2 separate regions of the Pan troglodytes genome follow, and region 1 is linked to region 2. Evidence: chromatin contacts called from public Hi-C data. All regions are on one chromosome and are shown on one strand. Each heading gives the region's core, a stretch centred on a gene start, on an enhancer-like site or on the middle of the called end of the contact. The rest is flanking DNA. Distances are from core to core; before and after follow the strand shown. Region 1 overlaps MMP14 (matrix metallopeptidase 14). Region 2 has its middle 210 kb from the start of DAD1.

Region 1 (4,883 bases), core at 1,015-3,514, 440 kb after region 2:
TGCCCCTCAGGGGAACCCTGTAGCTTTGTGTCTGTCCAGCCCCATCTGAATGTGTTGGGGGCTCTGCACTTGAAGGCAGGACCCTCAGACCTCGCTGGTAAAGGTCAAATGGGGTCATCTGCTCCTTTTCCATCCCCTGACATACCTTAACCTCTGAACTCTGACCTCAGGAGGCTCTGGGCACTCCAGCCCTGAAAGCCCCAGGTGTACCCAATTGGCAGCCTCTCACTACTCTTTCTGGCTAAAAGGAATCTAATCTTGTTGAGGGTAGAGACCCTGAGACAGTGTGAGGGGGTGGGGACTGCCAAGCCACCCTAAGACCTTGGGAGGAAAACTCAGAGAGGGTCTTCGTTGCTCAGTCAGTCAAGTTCCTCGGAGATCTGCCTCTGCCTCACCTACCCCAGGGAACTTCCAAGGAAGGAGCCTGAGCCACTGGGGACTAAATGGGCAGAAGAAACCCTTAGCAGCCCTATGCCTCTCGAATGTTAGCCTTGGATGGGGCTTTCACAGTTAGAAGAGCTGAAACCAGGGGTGCAGCTGTCAGGTAGAGTGGGGCCGGTGGGAGAGGCCCGGGTCAGAGCCCTGGGGGTGAGCCTGAAGGCCACAGAGAAAGAACCTTGCCCAAACTCAGGCAGCTGGGGCTGAGGCCCAAAGGCAGAACAGCCAGAGGGGGCAGGAGGGGACCAAAAAGGAAAATGAGGACGTGCAGCAGCATTGGAAGGCTGGGGCCGGGCAGGCCAGGCCAAGCCAAGCAGGGGGCCACAGGGTGGGCTGTGGGGCTCTCAGGAAGGGCCCTGAGGAAGGCACACTTGCTCCTGTTGGTCCCTGTCCTTGCTGCCCAGGCAGCGTGGAGGGGAAGGGTGGGGCAGCCCAGAGAAAGGAGCAGAGAAGGCACACAAACGAGGAACGAGGGGCTTCACGAGAGGCCACAGGGCCTGGCTGGCCACGCTGTCCCGGCCTGCTCACCATCTCAGTGAGGGGCAGGAGCTGGGGCTCGCTTAGGCTGGATCCACGCTTCCCTGGTGCCAGCACCCCTCAAGCCTGTCTCACCAGTGGCCTGCCCTCTCGCTCCCCCACCCAGCCCACCCATTGAAGTCTCCTTGGGCCACCAAAGGTGGTGGCCATGGTACCGGGGACTTGGGAGAGTGAGACCCAGTGGAGGGAGCAAGAGGAGAGGGATGTCGGGGGGGTGGGGCACGGGGTAGGGGAAATGGGGTGAACGGTGCTGGCAGTTCGGCTAGATTTCTGTCTTGTTCGTTTTTTTGTTTTGTTTAATGTATATTTTTATTATAATTATTATATATGAATTCCATTCAAATCGTTCCTTTTTTGTTAACAAGGGGCATGGGGAGGGGTGGGGGTGGGGGGGCAGAGGCGTCTGACCCCAGGAACCTGCAGGGCGGGGCTGGGTCGGTGCCCTCTAAGGACAATTTTGACCTTGTTCAACCTTTCCACAAAGAATAAATTGTGTTTCACATTCCTTGTGTGGCTGAGCTCTGTAGAGGGTGACGGGCTGTGGGTGAGAGGAGCTGGATGAGGGGCGGGCACACGTCATGAGCAGCGTTTTCCATGAGGTGGGGCTTTGGCATTTTTCATAAAGGAGTATGTTTATTCTTAGTGGACTAAAGGGATTCAGGGGCCAGAGTTGGGGAGCAGGGCATACCCATAGGGGGCAGCGGGGTGGCTGACAGAGCTCAGCTGCTCTCCCACCACCTGGCTTAAAAGGCTGCCTTGAGACCCAAGGCTCAGAGACAAGAGGAAGTGGTCAAGCTGAGGCCACTTGGAAAATCTTCCTAAATTGCATTACCGTGTCCTGTGATCCACCCGCAGACCCTCAGTTTCCTCATGCCTCTCTGCCTGAGGCAGGGGGATTCCCATGATCATATTCGGCCTTGGGCTCACTGGCTTTATCCGAGCCCTCAGGACCTAAGAAGCCTCTTCCAGGCCTGGGGCTCTGCTGCTAAGACAGAAGGAGACAAGGGAGAAAGAGAGAGAGGTGTTGCTGCGGGGCCTGCTAGGAGCAGCCTGTCTCTGGCCAAACAGAGATCTCATCCCAATTGCCCGGAAGAACCAGGATGGTCAGGTTGGAAGGGCAGAATAACAAGGCTTTGCTTCCTCTTTCCTTAGAAACTCCTGCCCCAGACAGGGTTCCCAGGCTATCCACCCACCCTTCCTCTGAAACCAGCCTGGAGGGAGGAATCAGTTCAGTGCTGAGTCAGCTCAGCTGGAGGAGAGCAGCCCCTTTTTTTCACCCCCCTTCCCTTCCTGCCTCCGCCCAGCCCACCCTGGGCTCCAGCCCAAACTCCCTCCACCGCCTGCCTTGCAGAGTCCTGGCCCCATCTATGCCAGTCAGTCTATCCAGCTGCTATTCAGGGCTGGTTAGTGTGATTGCTTTGGCAGAAGGGGTACCCCACCTTCCTGCCTGCCAGGAACCCTGACCCTACGCCTGGCCTCCTGCGCCTCCCCTGCCAACAGCTGTTTGGCAGTCTGTGTGTCTCGGTGGAATTGGACACCACCTCACCACCACCCTTACCGGAGGGGATGGGGACCTTGATAAGGTGGCAGGGGAAGTCAGGGGCATCTGAGGGTGGTAGGGTCTGTGCGGGTGGCAAAGAACTCAAAGATGAGCTCATGGCCCCTTTGTGTTTTTGTGGTCCACATCTGGAGGCAATTACAGATGTTATCCAGTGGGAGTTTTGCAAAACACAGCTGGAGCCAGTGGAGGAGCCTGGGGAGGGGGGACTGCCAGAGAGAAGAGGAGGGGGAGCCTAGGGCTCCCGCGCTGGAGTGCGGTTTCCCCATCACGAGGAAATTGTTTGGCCCTGATTCTGGAATCACAAGATGCTCTCTGGAGCCAAGGGGGAGAAATGGGAATGGAGGACCAGAGACAAAGGGGAAAGAGGTAGAAGATGGGCTTATAAAACCCCCCACTGCTAAATTTGACTGGTTTAAAAAAATAAAATTAAAATTAAAACAAGCTTCACAAGCGGAGAGAATTTCAGGGTGGAGGCGGCAGGGTCCCGTGCTTCTGACGTGCCTGGGCCTGCCTGATCCACCCCAGTGAGGCTGCCCGGGGACCCTGGGAGGTGCCTTAGTGATCACAAGTTCCCGCTGAGTAAACCGCCAGGTCAGGCTGGGGTGAGGGGAGAGCAGAGGGCTCTGTGGCTTCTGAAAGACCTGCAAACTCGGCTTTCACTGGCCCTACCCCGATCTGTCCATTGGGCCTGACCCAGTTTCTATGGTTCCAAGTTCCTTTATTCGAAAGCAGCACATGTGAGTTGGAGCAGCCAGGAGGGAGCCAAGGGGAATCTTCAAGGAGGTTTGGGCAGAACCCAGGAAAGTTGGTGCTAAGGAGACGCTGGACGGGGGGCAAGGGCCGAGGAGGAGCAGCACTCTGCCCACGACTGCACCCCACACATCTGGAGGGGGGCCACGGACTCCCTTGTCATCACCTCCCCTTCTCCAGGGCTCCTGGCACCAGCTGGGCCCATGACTCCAGGGCTGCCGGCCAGGCGCTGGGTCAGCGGGAAGGGAAGGGAAGATCTAAGAGGAGCTAGGTCCTCTAGAGGAGAGAGGACTGGGCAGAGAGACACCCCCACACCCCTCCAGACCCCAAAACACAATCTGGCTAGCTCTGCCAGTCCTTCACTGTCCCTCCCCCAGGGCCCCTTCTCCCCACAATCTGACAGACTTTCCAGTGGTCTCTTTCCACTCTGTATCCCTCCTTCCCTTCCAGCAATGGTGAAACTAACATTTGCTGAGGTCCTTACAACACACAGTGACACAGGCACTAATATTGTCCCCATTTAACAAATAAGGGAACTGAGGCCCAGAAAGATAAATAACTTGGTCAAGGTCACAGGTTGTTAGTCCACATTTAAAACCCAGATCTTTCCAATTTACTTATTTATTTTTCTATACTGGCAGATCCTGGCAATCTCTTGGTGTCTCTTCCAGCATGGACCCTGGGTAGCTGGGCGTTTTCATGGCAGTGTGTGTTCTGGGGATCTGTCAGCACATATGTATTTGCTTATTATGGTTTTTGTTGTTGTTGTTTTGAGACGGAGTTTCACTCTTGTTGCCCAGGCTGGAGTGCAATGGCACGATCTCAGCTCACCGCAACCTCCGCCTCCTGGGTTCAAGCGATTCTCCTGACTCAGCCTCCCAAGTAGCTGGGATTACAGGCATGTGCCACCACGCCCGGCTAATTTTGTATTTTTAGTAGAGACAGGGTTTCTCCATGTTGGTCAGGCTCGTCTCGAACTCCCGACCTCAGGTGATCCGCCTGCCTCGGCCTCCCAAAGTGTTGGGATTACAGGCGTGAGCACCCAGCTGTATTTGCTTATTGTGCAGCAATATTATGGGGGATAGGAGTGCAGAGGGAAAAGGACCCCACTTTGCCAGCCCATCGCCTCCCTTCCTGGGGACAGGAGCCGTACTCTGAAGGAAGGAAGGTGGCACCAAGACTCAGAAGCCAAAGGGATGGAATGAGACAATGGCAGCAGCTAAGGGAAGGGTGGGATTGGTGAATGTTTCTGTGCAAGGGCATGGGGGAGCAGGGGGGCTTCAGGGGTGGTGCCCATTCCCAAAGTCCCCAAGGAAACTCCAGCCAAGGCTGCTCCGTCGTCCTGCAGCTCCTGTCCCGTTTCCTACCTACCAACCCAAATCTGAGTACACCTCTTTTAAAAGCTCAAGTCTGCACACCTAGCCCCAGCCTTGGGGGTTTCTGCCCTCCTCTCTCAGTCTTGTGAAAGTAGGGAGACCGGAGGCCGCCTGCAAGGGGCTGGGCAGCCAGGGCCTGGAAGGGAGGCAGGCCTGACTGGCCAGAAGCCACCTTCCAAATGAGCTCACACACATATTTTCCACCCTGGCCCAGGGCCGAT
Region 2 (4,583 bases), core at 1,626-4,125:
TCAGAGAAGACATGACATGACGGGGGATCAAGGGAGATGTGGGAAGCTCACGGGCTGTGGTTCCCACTGATCCACATTAGACGCCAAATGACAACACCCTCACAATCCCATGAAATTGAGCAGAATTTCTCTTCTTTCTTGTGACGTTTCCAGAAATGAAGAGAGAGGGAAGGAAGACACAGACTCTGATCTTTGGCTTCACTTTGGTTCCAAGACCTGGAGCTGATAGTGTATGGAGGGTTGCCTGTTTGTCCAGGCAATATGAATAAGACCAAGGTAACCCAGCCCAACTCTAGGACACAGCTAAGCCAACAAGCAGCTGGATCTTGTGTCTCAGCACTCACAGAAATGTATAAATCATCTGATACCAACTGCTCCCCGGAAGCCTCTGTCTCCAGAATATAAATGCCCAACTACAGGACTGGCAAAGAAACCAAGCCCTGGGCAATACCTACTATGGACCCTTATTTCTTGTGGTTTCCTAAGAAAAAAGTAGGCCCAAGGGAGAGGAGGGGGAAAACCAGGAGGGTCTAAAGTTCTTCTGACTGAAAGAAAAGACCACATCAGAGAGAAAGAAAGGAATCAGTTAAGTGATACAAGGTTGTGAGTTGATTTATCACTCAACTAAACAAATTATCTTCCTACACAAACATTCTGAGGATTAAGTGAACAATATAATACTTTTCTGAGCTCTTTTTGATCAAATGCTTTGCTGTTAAAGGTTATATTCCTGGGGAGTTGATACTGAAGCTTCTTGTTCCTTGTCAGTAAACACAAGGAGAGGCCAACCCTCTGTAAATTTAAATTACATAAAACCTTTCCCCAAACTGTCTGGTCTCCTAACAGCCCCTTTTCACTGAACTCTGTGGTTATGGAATGTAAGTATCTTTATCACAGCAGCACAGACTTTTGAAAATTTGACATAATAGAATTTCTTCCTCACAAGGCATATCAAACACCATTGCAAACTAGTGGGATTTTTAATCAAGACTAAAGCAGAGGTCTTTTATTTGTTTGTTTGTGCTTAGATTATTTCCACATGACCAATAAAAGTTCTCTCTGACCATCATCCCTGCTGACTAGAAGTACCAGGAACCTTCTCTCACCCTCACCTCCAGAGGTAAGGGTATGAACGGACTGTGAAAAAACACAGCAGAACACTGGGGTCAGCAGAGAGAAAGCGAAAGAACCCCATGGGCAGATAATCTAAAAGCAGCAAAGAATCAACGGGAAACTAACACAAGTGCCTGAAGATGGAGACAGCAATTTTTAGTGATTTTGGCTTGTCTCTGTTCTATGAAGCTCCAACTCAGTGGCAACCTAGTGTGAAAATTTACAAAATATTTTTGGATTTATCTCTGTAATTCCAGGTCTGGCACGGTATAGGTTTCTTGAATGAATAAATGAATGAACATGTCAATCAATGAATGAACAGTAATATTAAGGAGGGGAAGAAAACCATTACAGGTCAATGAATGGGTTCCTAGAAGATTCCCCTGTCTCCCATTGTCTTCCGACTCAGGGAGACAACAGCTGGAGCAGAGTCCCTAGACTTCGGGGGCTTAGGAGGCCACACATCTTAGAGAGCATTTCACCATCAACTGCAATTCCTTTGGCAGTTTGAATTATAATATTTACTTCCATGATACAGTCTTCAGCTGTTGTAACTGCTAGTGACCCTTCTCTGAATCCCTACTTCGTATGTTAGACATTTTTATATGGAGAATTAATACTGCCTTGACTGCTATGCTTCTTTTTTACTTCCATCTCTAATAATAAGATCCTCAAGGGTCGAGACTGTCATACTCTTGTTTTTTGTGTTTACTTCACTGCATATCCTAGAGCTGAGTACATATGGAAGAATGAATCAATTAATGAAATTTATGAACACATGCTGAGGTTTAAAGAGAATATCAACTGCTTGGTTTGATGACAAAAAGCAACATCACTCTGTGTCTAGCACCCAGCCCAGAGGTGCGGGCCCCATCCTCTCGTGTGAGGAGCCCACGGTGATGCATAGGCACCTGCACCCCGTGCCTAAACCCTGCAGCTGGCACGGGCCCTGTCTGCTCTTCATTCACCGTTCTCACGAGTTGCAATGACAAGTTCAGCCCTCCATGTCACACTGTGTTTTCCATCCTGGGGAGTGTTTCACAGCTATCCCAAGCCCCACGCTGACGAATCACGGCCGAAAACACACTCCGATGCCAGCACAGACCACGGAGCAAATGTCAGACAAGATCAGCCTCGGAAAAGTGAGTCCTGAATTGCGATGGAAGTGGGCTTCCTCTCACAAGGACTTTGTGTGGAGATGCGCAGGTGGGCTGTTGGAAAAGACCCATGGAATTCCCTTCCTCTGGGTGCCTTTTCCGTCCCAACCTCTGGGGATTCCTCAAGAATCGGGGGGATTTCAGCACGGAGTGTGGGACTCTGTCTGCCCCAAGATCAGAGGATTCACCTTGGCTTTTGGAAAGAACTGCCCAGTGTATCAGGTTTTTATGAGTCAGTTTTAGAGTTGGGAATGCGGACAGATTTGTAAGAAAGTCCACAGAGCATATCTCTCCACAGCGGAGAAGGCTCTCGAGCCCCAGAAGGCAATCTCACGGTGGCCTAGGTGGATGTCACGGGGTGAGAATCAACCCTCAGTTACCACGAGGAATCTGAGGAGATCCAGGATTACGGTTTCTATGTAACTGTCTTACCTCTGTTTCACAAGGGCCAAAACTTGAGCCCCGTTATAAAAGCAACAAATGCAGAAAAGAGACAAGTGGCCACTAGATGGCAGCAGATGGTAAGAAACGTGAGTTGCAGGCGGGCTGGGCAGAGTCAGGCTGGAAGCCCCTCCATTTTGCTTTACATCTTTAATGAGATATGTGAAGAAAATTAGTCCCTTACATGCCAGACGCAGATGCCACAGCATATGGAGAGATGCCGCACAGCAATATTTCTCTGGTTATTAAACAGGAGGCACCTAACCAGTCATTCACTGCATCATCATGCAGAATTATCCTTTAGGTCTCGGGATACTGTTGTTGACAAGGTAATAACAGAAGAAAGCAGTTGAGAAGACTGATGTCGGGACGTGGGCCTCTGGGCTCGTGGGACTTCACCATGCCAGGGGATGGGGCACATTGCCAGAAAATGAGGAGCAGCCCACTGGGGCCACTTTTCCGTGGCCAGGGGGACACTGTGGCTTCTGCTGCCGGGCTTAGTCCCAGCAGGCGTCTTCTGCTCTCTGGTCCCCCTGGCAGCCCTCGGGGGCTCATTTATTCAGAAGCCCCATTACCACGAGACAATTCTGTGGTCTGACCTTTCACCACAAATCCCAAATGGGAAAGGGAGCTCTGGGAATTTTAAAGAGCAAACCACACTTGCTTCTCCAGCAAAATTGAAAAGATACAGCATAACTAGAGTGCATTCAGGTGCACATAGATAGGGAAACACGGTTTCCATGCTGTCCCAAACAAAAGGAGGGAGTCCAGTCCTGCCGACTGCAGGAAACAGCCTCACTCGGAAGACACACTTTTTCTTGGGAGAGTGTTCCCAGGTCCAGAGCAGGCAGGGATTGCGCTACTTTAAGACTATATTCTACCCACTTCCCCAGTTCTCACACTTTTCTCCAACCCCACCACTCAGTCTGACTATTCCTTTATTTAATTCTTCCACACTCCCAAACCCAGGGGCTTCATAAGGCCTTCAGGGTAGCTGAGGAACAGAGAACAGATTATTCAGTCCAGGCAACTAGTCCCCGTCTCAGGCCCAACAAGAAACTGTTATCTTATTAACCTGAAAGCCCAGAACTCCCAGGACTTCTCAGAGTCACTCATGAAGCCCCTTAACAGTCCTGAAATGAAGATAAATAATACAGCCATTTTTCGTACAGAGAAACTGAGGTGTAAAACTGAGATCAGCTGCAGCTCTCCTGGTCCCCATTGCTTTCCCACAGATTCGACCCTCTGAAGCATCCTCCAGTGAAAATGTAGTAGCAAGATTCACCTTACCAGGATTTCTCTCCCCCTCTTAGAAAATTACTTCCTGCGCTAGAAATCCTCACTTGTCTGTGTGACTTTAGACAACTCGCTTAACCCCTCTGTGCCTCACTTATCATCTGTAATTTGAGGGACTAGAACCAGATGATGACTAAGGCCCATTCCAGCTCACAGTCTTGTGGCTAATATCCCAGTCCGCTGCCAGCCCTCAAAGAGAGTCATATGGGACACTTTTTCCAGCAACAGCCAAACTCAACAGGAGCAAGCAGAATTTCCTTCTCCAATTGAGAAGCAATGGGGTGGTGGTTGGAGTCTTGTTGATGTCCTTTGTCCTCGGAGTGAGGCAAACAGTGAGGCTTCAGATGTTATTGGCACTAACAGCAGGGCCTGGAGGTGGCCACACTCTTGTGGAAGGACCATGCAGAGCTGTCCCTGTGGGCAGTGTAGGTGCATAGCCAAGACTGAGGGATGTTTTAATAACTACTTCTCAATAAGAAGACCTATTTTATTCTGCACAGGGGTGTGGACCCAATCCAGGTCTCCCAGGAGGAATCTACTCTCACCCATAATAGGGGATTGGTTCAGCTCAGCTGC

What was found. A called contact is a pair of places that touch in the nucleus more often than the background predicts.
Region 1: a contact with region 2 is called in a Hi-C map of stem cell-derived neural progenitor cells, with 7 times the contacts expected there. The contact joins two enhancer-like sites. A contact is called at or near these places in 1 of 7 Hi-C or Micro-C datasets (stem cell-derived neural progenitor cells), 1 of 1 datasets of contacts at active chromatin or transcription factors (stem cell-derived excitatory neurons) and 1 of 1 other capture datasets (stem cell-derived neural stem cells).

Annotation. Positions count from the first base shown.
Region 1 is chr15:21,213,962-21,218,844 of NHGRI_mPanTro3-v2.0_pri, forward strand. It overlaps MMP14 (matrix metallopeptidase 14), which reads left to right. Exons shown (of 10, transcript XM_001157686.8): 10 at 1-1,480. Among named protein-coding and RNA genes, the nearest start is that of MMP14, 12 kb to the left of the region's middle. Within about 2 kb of position 2,265, at least 8 of the 24 cell types and tissues checked have an H3K27ac peak or open chromatin away from gene starts, as enhancers often do. A contact at or near this core is called in stem cell-derived neural progenitor cells, where this site is marked.
Region 2 is chr15:20,771,611-20,776,193 of NHGRI_mPanTro3-v2.0_pri, forward strand. No RefSeq gene overlaps it. Among named protein-coding and RNA genes, the nearest start is that of DAD1, 210 kb to the right of the region's middle. Within about 2 kb of position 2,876, at least 5 of the 24 cell types and tissues checked have an H3K27ac peak or open chromatin away from gene starts, as enhancers often do. A contact at or near this core is called in stem cell-derived neural progenitor cells, where this site is marked.